2 separate regions of the Mus musculus genome follow, and region 1 is linked to region 2. The links are chromatin contacts, called in public Hi-C maps. All regions are on one chromosome and are shown on one strand. The core of a region is the stretch at or near the end of the contact, and the rest is flanking DNA. Distances in the headings are between cores, read along the strand shown.

Region 1 (3,888 bases), core at 488-2,987, 95 kb after region 2:
CTCAGCACTTCCTCTACACCTCCATCTCATGTCCTCTTGGTTCACATCACTCTACAGTGGGTTAAGGTGACATGCCTCCACTGTAGGCTAAGCCAGTCCTTCCTCTCTAACCTGGACCTTACATGCAGTCCTTCTGCCACCAGGTTGACAAGCATTTTATCTGCCTCTCTAGTTCTGGAGACACAGCCAAACAAAAATTTCACTTATATTATCTGTTTTTACACCTTGATAAACAATCTTGTCCCTTTTTACAGTTGTTAGCCCTCTCCAGGCTTGAGAGAAGGTATATAATATAGCACGGTGACACATAAGAGGTCCCTCTCCTTACAATGTCTCAATGCTCTTAGATTCCACATAAGGCTAGAAAGCACCCTTCCCTTCCAGAACCCCCAAGGACCTCGAAGCAGAGGTCTGGAGATGGCTGGGCTCTCCCACCAGGCTGTCCTCTCGTCTGCTACTCAGAGGCAGAGGGCAGGATGCCACCTGAAGCTGCACTCTGCTTCCACAGCTCTGGCTTCCAGGGAGCCGCCTCTCCTCTCTTGCTTCTGCGGACATCCAGGAGTTCTCAACCAACAGGCCCTAATTTTCCAAATAAAGAGATGTATTTCCTCTCCTGACTTTTCAAAGTAGGAAGCAAAAGGTCCCAAGTGAGGCCGTTTGGTATTTTTTCATTTCTCTTTGCTTTCTCGTCCTGAACGAAAAACAGTCACAGAAAGCTCTCAAGAGAGGACTTCTCCCTCGCAGCTCCTGCCACACGAATGGAAGAAAGAAAAGGGAGAGAGAAGGTGTGTGTGTGTGTGTGTGTGTGTGTGTTTGTGTGTGTTTTCCAGGAACGAGACAGAGAGAGAGAGAGAGAGAGAGAGAGAGAGAGAGAGAGAGAGAGAGAGAGAGAGAGAGAGAGGAGAGAAGACGGGACTGCTTTTGAGACTACCAGTAGCTTAGGAGGATTCATCACACACACACACACACACACACACACACACACACACACACACACACACACACACTCACACACACACAAGCACGTTGCTCTCCAGTCCATGCATGTTAGGAATGCCCGCCTCTGCCTTCTGCAGGTATCCTTCTCGGTGCAGACTCCCTTGCTTCTTCCTTTGAGAGTCTCCTCCCATCTCAGGCACCTGCTAAGCACCTCCCGGGTCCCTGCCAGCACCTTCCGCGAGCTCTGCTCCTGGCACTTCAAGGTGCCACCTGAGCACAGCCCAGCAGCAGGCAGCAGGATCCCTGCCGCCCTGGGCCTCGAGTATACCCAGGGAAGACTCCAACAGGTGCAAGCCAGAGGCGGGATCTTAACTTCACCAGCTCACTCTTTCAGCAAGGTTCACAGGACTCCAGCCCCCATGACTTTCCTCCTGATCTGTAGCTCTCAGAATGAACACTTACCCAGGGCAAGGACCAGGAGCAGCGGCAGGGAGCTGACACTGCTACCCGGGGCTGTTGGGTCCATCAACTGTGCTGTGAGGGGCAGGGCAGCCCCTGGATGAGTCCTCAGGTTCCTTCTCTATGCCCTTCCTGGGCCCTGGCACCGAGAGGGTGCTTGAAAACTAATCCCTGAGCCAGGAGGAAGCGAAACTAAGCAGCAGGCAGCCTGCCTACAGAGCAGGGAAACACCCGGGGCGGGCAGCCAGCGGGCTCCAGTGTCACCCAGAACTGGGAGCCTCCTATTTATCCTGGAGCCTTCTGCACACACCCCCGGAGAGGCACACCACTTGGTGCTGGTAGCCTGCACGCTGCTCCCACCCAGCTGCCCCACACCCATACTCACACCCAAGGACACGCTCAGAGGGCCACGGGGCCAGCTCTCCCACTCCCCCTGCTGGGTCTCACCTGACGGTTCATTTCTTTCCCCCTGTGGGACAAAACAAGGTAAATGGGGCCCAGAAGAGAGGCAGAAGAGGACCTGGTCATGTGGCCTCAACTCATGAAGCCCTCTGGGGGAAAGTCTAGAAGTCTCCTTCTGGCCTAAGGAGCGAATTCTGAGACTAGAGCGAAGTTCACTGAAAAGAAAAAACAAACAGACAAACAACAACAACAACAACAACAACAACAAAAAACCACAAAAAACCTCAAGCATTTGACAGTTGACGCAGACAGGCGATTTCTCAAGAGTCATTGTTGTCTATAGAATTCTTAAAGTTAATACTTCAGTTTTCAGTGCCTTCTAGTCAGTTATTAATTAGCCGGGCATTTTAGCTTGCCAAAACGTCCTTTTGAAATTTCATGTATCAGCTGGATGTGGTGGCACATGCCTCTAATCAGGAGGAGAGCAAGTTTGAAGGGTCAGCCTGGCCCACATAGCACAATATTAGCTCAGAAACTTAGTAACAAATCATCTGAGTAAATAGATAAATAAAAGAACTTCATTTCTATTTTATTTATCCATTATTTTTTCATTTGTTTACCTCTTAATTCTAGTAGGATCTTTCTGTTTCTTTTTCGTGTGTGTGTGTGTTTGTGTGTGTGTGTGTGTGTGTGTGTGTGTGTGTGTGTGTGTGTGTGTGTTGTATGCTTGTGCTTTGCCAAACCTTATCTCTATTTCATCATGCCTAGTAATGGGAACTTTTTATGCATTGAGCCGTCTCTGGAACCCAAAGACACACTGAACAGCCTATAAAAGGGTTCCAGTTTTACCGTATAGCACAAGTATATTTGCATCTGAACTGACCAAGGGGTTTGGGTCTTATGAACTGATTTACTGATCTTGTAAAAGCAATGCATACAATGCATCCACCTTCAGAAGTTGCATTTCTGACACTGGAAAGTACAATAAACATTTTTTTTTACATATGAAAGATAAGTCAAGCATTTGACCCTCCTTTTGAACCCCATTATATAAATTAAGCAAGTGATATTTTATTTCTAAACCGATCCTAGTTATGTTAGTGCCGTAGGCAACTGATGTATCTAGAAGAATGAAGTTTTAAATCCATCCATTCTAGTTAACCCCTTAGAGCCCTGGAAGAGGGAACCGTCTCAGATGATTGGGTGGGGTCCGGAGCAGGGAAGAACTGAGAGATAGAGGGCCATGCACCACAGAGGTGATGGAGTACAGGAAGCCATCAGGGCTTTAGAATGGTGGCACTCCCTCCGTATGTCTCTGTCCTTTTATCTTCCTGGCATCTGCTAGTGTAGGAGGGCTCCTACACCAAGGCTCCTCTCTGAGATGACACCATACTTAACATCTGCCTTCTTATCACCAACAGACAGTGGCAGCCTCCTCTCCTATCCTGCTCTCTGCAAATACTAATAAAAAAAAAAAAGGAAAGAAAGCACACACACTGTTTGCTTATTGAGAAATTATAAGAGGCCGGGACATGATATACGTATTTAGCATTCCTGACGTTCACATGGTAAATTAACTTTTTCAGGCCACTAGAGGATGAAATAGTGTAATTTAATATACTAACTAGGCCAGATAAAGTAGTATCTTTCCCTGGGAGCTTTATTTACTGCCAGAAATAAAATGAAATGCTCCCAAGAATATGTCCTCTAGATTTTCTGGCAACAGAGAGCTAGTCTCTTCAAGGTCAAGAGAATCTCCCTTCCTCTTTTCCACTCTTTTCCTTCTCCCCTCTCCTTCCTTCCCTTCCTTAGTTCTCCCCATCCTCCTCTGCCACCCATACTCCCCAGAACTCTAATTTCTTATGGAGGGATTTAAATCTGAAATCCAAGCTTTAAGTTTGGAGAGAGGGTGGTAAGCATTGACCTTCCCGAGTTCTTATCTGTGTGACCAAGATGTGTCTCAAGTCTTCAACTCAGTGTAGCACAGGAGCCACTAAATGGAACTTGCATCCATTGAGCTAGACATTGTTTGGATGATATCACCCCTGTGTCAGGATTAGTCAGGCACAAGCAGCCCTCCCAAATCTG
Region 2 (4,378 bases), core at 781-3,280:
TTCCCACATGCACAAACACTCTAACTCCATACACATAGAAAAGCATTTCTAAAAGTCAATTTAGTCTTTTTTCCAATGTAGTTCAATTATTCACCCTTCTGCCTTCCTTTTAGGCATATTAGCTTAGTCCTGAGTCACCACTGTCTTACAGATATACATCAGCACTTGGGATAGAGGAAAAATGATGAGAAAGCAAGTCCTGGTGGGTACAGAGAAGTTCAGAGCATGGGCTTGCCTTGAACGTTATCTTTAAATTGTTTAAAAAGAACAAGAATTAGATGCATTTCCTAAAGGTTGTATATGACACAGTAGAAAGATAAATCCCTAATCCACAACTTCAAGTCCAGCGACTAATATTATTTAAGTATGTAACATATAAAAGCATTTATTTATTTCTGCAAAGGCTAAAGTATGAGTAATTAATTAATAAGTCTAAGAGAAGTGGTGGAGGATTTCTTACATGTTAGGAACGCCCCAGGAGTACAGGGAATAAACCAATCATGGGTCCTGTTCTCATGGGACAGATGACCCAATGCCTAATAACGGCCAGGAAGAAAGATAAGACAGTATATGAAGAACAAGGGGCTGGAGAGGAATGTGTTGGCGTTTGCTAGACAAGTTGGTTTTCTCATTTGGAGTCTGAGTGTCCCCCCAAAGTCCCATGAGTTAAAGATTTGATTCCCAGGCCATGGGTGCGTTAAGAGAAAACAGTTAAAACAGGACTAGGTAGAGCTGTCCTCTGTCTCTTGCTCCAGTTGATCACCTCAGATTTTGCTGTGGCAGCTGTTTCCTGAGAAAGGAGCTTACTCGGGAAAGATAGCATCTGCTGGTCTCAGACTCACTGTGTAACTTAAGCCAGCAATCTTCCTGCCTCATCCTCTCCAGTAGCAGATGCAGGCACATGTGACCATGTCTAATTTATGCAAAATTCTGAACACATAATTTATGCAAAATTCTGAACACAAAATTCTTCTCATTTCCCTGTTGCGAGCTGGTTCTAACATCTATGCTTTGGCTTATCCCAGGAGAGCCAGCAGGGACACGAGAGAAGCTGAGAGGAGGAAGAAGGTTCCCACCTGTCTAGAGGCTCCAGACTCTAGGTCTGGTTAGAAGCTTGCTCACTGTTTTGGGAATCTGATTCTTCCAAAGCCCCAAGTCTTCCCCCTGGTGTAGGCAAAGGCTCCTGCAAGTGGACTCAGCTCTTGTCTCTGCCTCTTTGGCTTGCAGAATCTCCCATTCTTCTGAGTGACTGACTGGTAGAAGGGAGCCTGTTTCTGCCTATAGTCAGCCTCTTTCCACTCTCCAGGCATGGGCTACACAGCATCTGATTCACTCAGCCGAGGACCCCATCTCATAGATCTCTCAGTGGGCCTGACCTCCGTTTCTAGAGCAAGGTCGGAATGATAGACACTATTGTCTCCCCCAACCTCTAAGGGAAGGAAGATGAGACCTCAGAGAAAGTCCATTAGATTAGCCCTTCAAAGAATTCTGCTGGGCAATAACACATTCACACCTCACCTGCACCCTGCTCCCATCTATGACTTTAACAGTGAAACGGAATGGATCTTAATGCACCACCATTTTGCTCCCAATCTATGCCTCCAAATGGGAGGTCATCCTGGCATTCAATTGCAAATTTGGTACCAATTTGTATAGGTGCTTTGAGCATACCTGTAATTTAGCAGAAGTGGAGCATCTCCACGATGAGGAAGAGGTCTCCTCTCAGAATCTCTAGAGGCTGGATAGTCCCATCCTCCCGTTTGTCATTCATGATCTGTTTCTCTTTCCTTGATGCAGTCAGCTGCTATCAGTTTCTATCAACTGATTTACAGCCTTTAAGAAAAAAACAAAAAACAAAAGCAAAGCAACAACTAACCACAGGTGCATCCTAGAGAAAGCATCTGGGTTAAAGAATATTTCCACATTAGACAATTTACCTCCCGGTTGGTTCACCTGATGCCACTGTCCCTGTAATTAGCTGGGATCATTGCACCCTCTTGTGGTGATTTCTAAGTGCTGCAGAACAGGATCCCATGAACTTCCACAATTCACTCTTCAGATTGCTGATTCATTGTGGTTTTGAATGGCATTAACTCTTAGCTACCCTGTGATCCAAGGAATTTCAGCCAACACTTTGCCTGAAACTAATCTGAAAATCCCATGTCAATAGCAAAAATTCTAGATTTTTACTATTTCTTGCTGCTGGCAGATTAACACAATAAGTAATTCTTTCTCAAAACTAATTATCTCACCTGTTTTTAATGAAACCCTTGCTTTTAGATAATTATAAGCTAAGCTGCACCCATAGAAAATGACACAGAGATTCTGTGTGCTCTTTTCCCATAGCTGCAAAAGAAAACATTTTGCAAAGCTTCAGTACCACATTAAACCCAAGACAATGATGAAGGATGAAGATGCAGGAAGCTCATACCATTGAGACCTCATCATAGCCTCCACCTTTCCCCTCTGCATGCACCTCATAGCCTCCTGCTTCTGCCTAATTTTTTCTCACCTGGCAATCATTTATCTTCTCTACTTGTCTCTAATTTTGTTATTTCAAGAATGTTATCGTAAAATGGAACTGTGTGCAATCTTCTGAGATTGGCTTTCGTCCAAGCTGTTGTGTGTAACAGTTCATTGCTTCTCATCACTGAGTGGTGTCCCACGATGTGGGTGTACTGGCATTTATTTTACCACGTTCTTGGTGACGGACATCTGGATTGTCTCAAAGCTGTTGGAAACACTGGTGCGTAGGGTGTTAGAGGGACATATGTTTTTAAGAGGACATGTCCATGAAAGCAATTGCTGTTTGTCACAGCAGGTGCATATTTAGCTTCCAGAGCAGCTATTGACGTTGTATTACCTCTCCACTAGTATGCCTATGCTTTCTTCCTTGCCCCTGGTGCTGATAAGGAAAGGGTAGAGATGGTACTACCACCCCCTCAGCCAAAGAAGGCATGGAAAAGATCAGCCATAGTGCTATCTCAGTAGAAATCAGGAGAGCAGTGATGTTGGATGCTGATGCTGTAACGGCTGCACTTACAAAGAAGTCTAGACCTGTGACCCGGAAAAAACTACTCAAGGTGCTATAACTTCTGCCCATGGGGACAAATCAGCAGCATCACTTCTGATGCAGTGACTTAGGTTGGAAGAAAGGACATCACCATAGCACCAGCCTTGATCTTTCCAGTTGTAAAGGTTTTAGACAATGCTGTAGCCATTACAATGGGAGAACAATAAATATTGAATAGAGGTGGGGAAGTAACAAAGTAACAAAAAGTGATGTTACCGTTGCAAAGACAATAGATATAAAGGATACATATTTGCACTAAACAAATGAGGAGAGGGCATCTTAACCCTGCACTTTGTTAGCAGCAATCCAAAATGATGCAGGCACAGTGAATGTCTCAAAGCCATAGAAATAGAATTGGCATGAAAAGACAAATCTCAATTCTGTGAGTATTTATTTATATAGGGAGGCACGGACTGATGTGTGTTCTCCCATACATTCTCAGAATGTCACCAGAAGGCAGAAGCTACCCTACCGTCCACCAACACAGGAACAGATGAACTGAATGTGAGATATGGATATGGTAGAACATTACTAAATCTTTAGAAGAGAATTTGACAACCTGGACAGATCTGGGGGGCTCTGTGTTATGTGAAGCAAGGAAATCGCCAATTGGTACTTAGAATTCCACTCATGTGAACAGAGCAGTCAGCTTCACAGAGAGCAGAGTGGTGGTGGCCAGGATCTTGGGTAGGGAGCGAGGGGAATCACTGTGTAATGGACTCAGAGTACTATTTTTGCTGGATGGAAAGAGCTAGTGGAGTAGAGTGCTGGATCATAGAGAGATAAGAAGCTAGCAGCATTTAACATCATTGACCAAATGTAAATATAGTGAAAATAACAAATTTTGTATCATATGTATTTTACTACAATAAAATGAGAAAATCAGATATATTTGCATGTGGTTTTCCAAGGTTTGCAGCTTGCTCTGTTCATCTTTGTGTTCTTCCCCTTGTTAGTGCTGTGTGGATGGTCAACTGAACCTACACAATACTGTGTGAAGTCAGCACAATGACTTTCCCTTGAATTTCCTTCTTTGAGATAATTTTAAATATTCCAGTGGGGGATTATTTTTTTTTCTTGCCTCCCTATATAAATTCTAGAATGCTCTCATCAATGTGTACCAAAAAGGATCTTTCTGAGTTGTGGCAAGAATTATATTAAATCTTGACATCAATTTTGAGAAAACTGCCATATTCACTCATCATCCAAGAGGCTTCCTCCGGCAGCAGGTGGAAACAGATGCAGGGACCTATAGGCAGACATCAAGAGGAGGGTCTAGATGGGATGTCGCCATAAATCCCTCCC

Evidence for each region. Hi-C and Micro-C count contacts between places; a contact is called where the count stands out from the background.
Region 1: a contact with region 2 is called in a Hi-C map of the C2C12 cell line, with 1.9 times the contacts expected there. The contact joins the promoter of Btc here to the enhancer-like site in region 2. A contact is called at or near these places in 3 of 39 promoter capture datasets (hippocampal neurons and liver), 13 of 484 Hi-C or Micro-C datasets (the AML12 cell line, the C2C12 cell line, adipose-derived mesenchymal stem cells and 7 more), 1 of 115 datasets of contacts at active chromatin or transcription factors (a colorectal cancer cell line) and 2 of 9 other capture datasets (adipose tissue and pancreatic islet).

Annotation. Positions count from the first base shown.
Region 1 is chr5:91,401,257-91,405,144 of GRCm38.p6, forward strand. It overlaps Btc (betacellulin, epidermal growth factor family member), which reads right to left and starts at 1,738. Exons shown (of 6, transcript NM_007568.5): 1 at 1,402-1,738. The coding sequence starts at 1,465.
Region 2 is chr5:91,306,086-91,310,463 of GRCm38.p6, forward strand. No RefSeq gene overlaps it. Among named protein-coding and RNA genes, the nearest start is that of Gm19619, 25 kb to the left of the region's middle. Within about 2 kb of position 2,031, at least 16 of the 459 cell types and tissues checked have an H3K27ac peak or open chromatin away from gene starts, as enhancers often do. A contact at or near this core is called in the C2C12 cell line, a colorectal cancer cell line and hippocampal neurons, where this site is marked.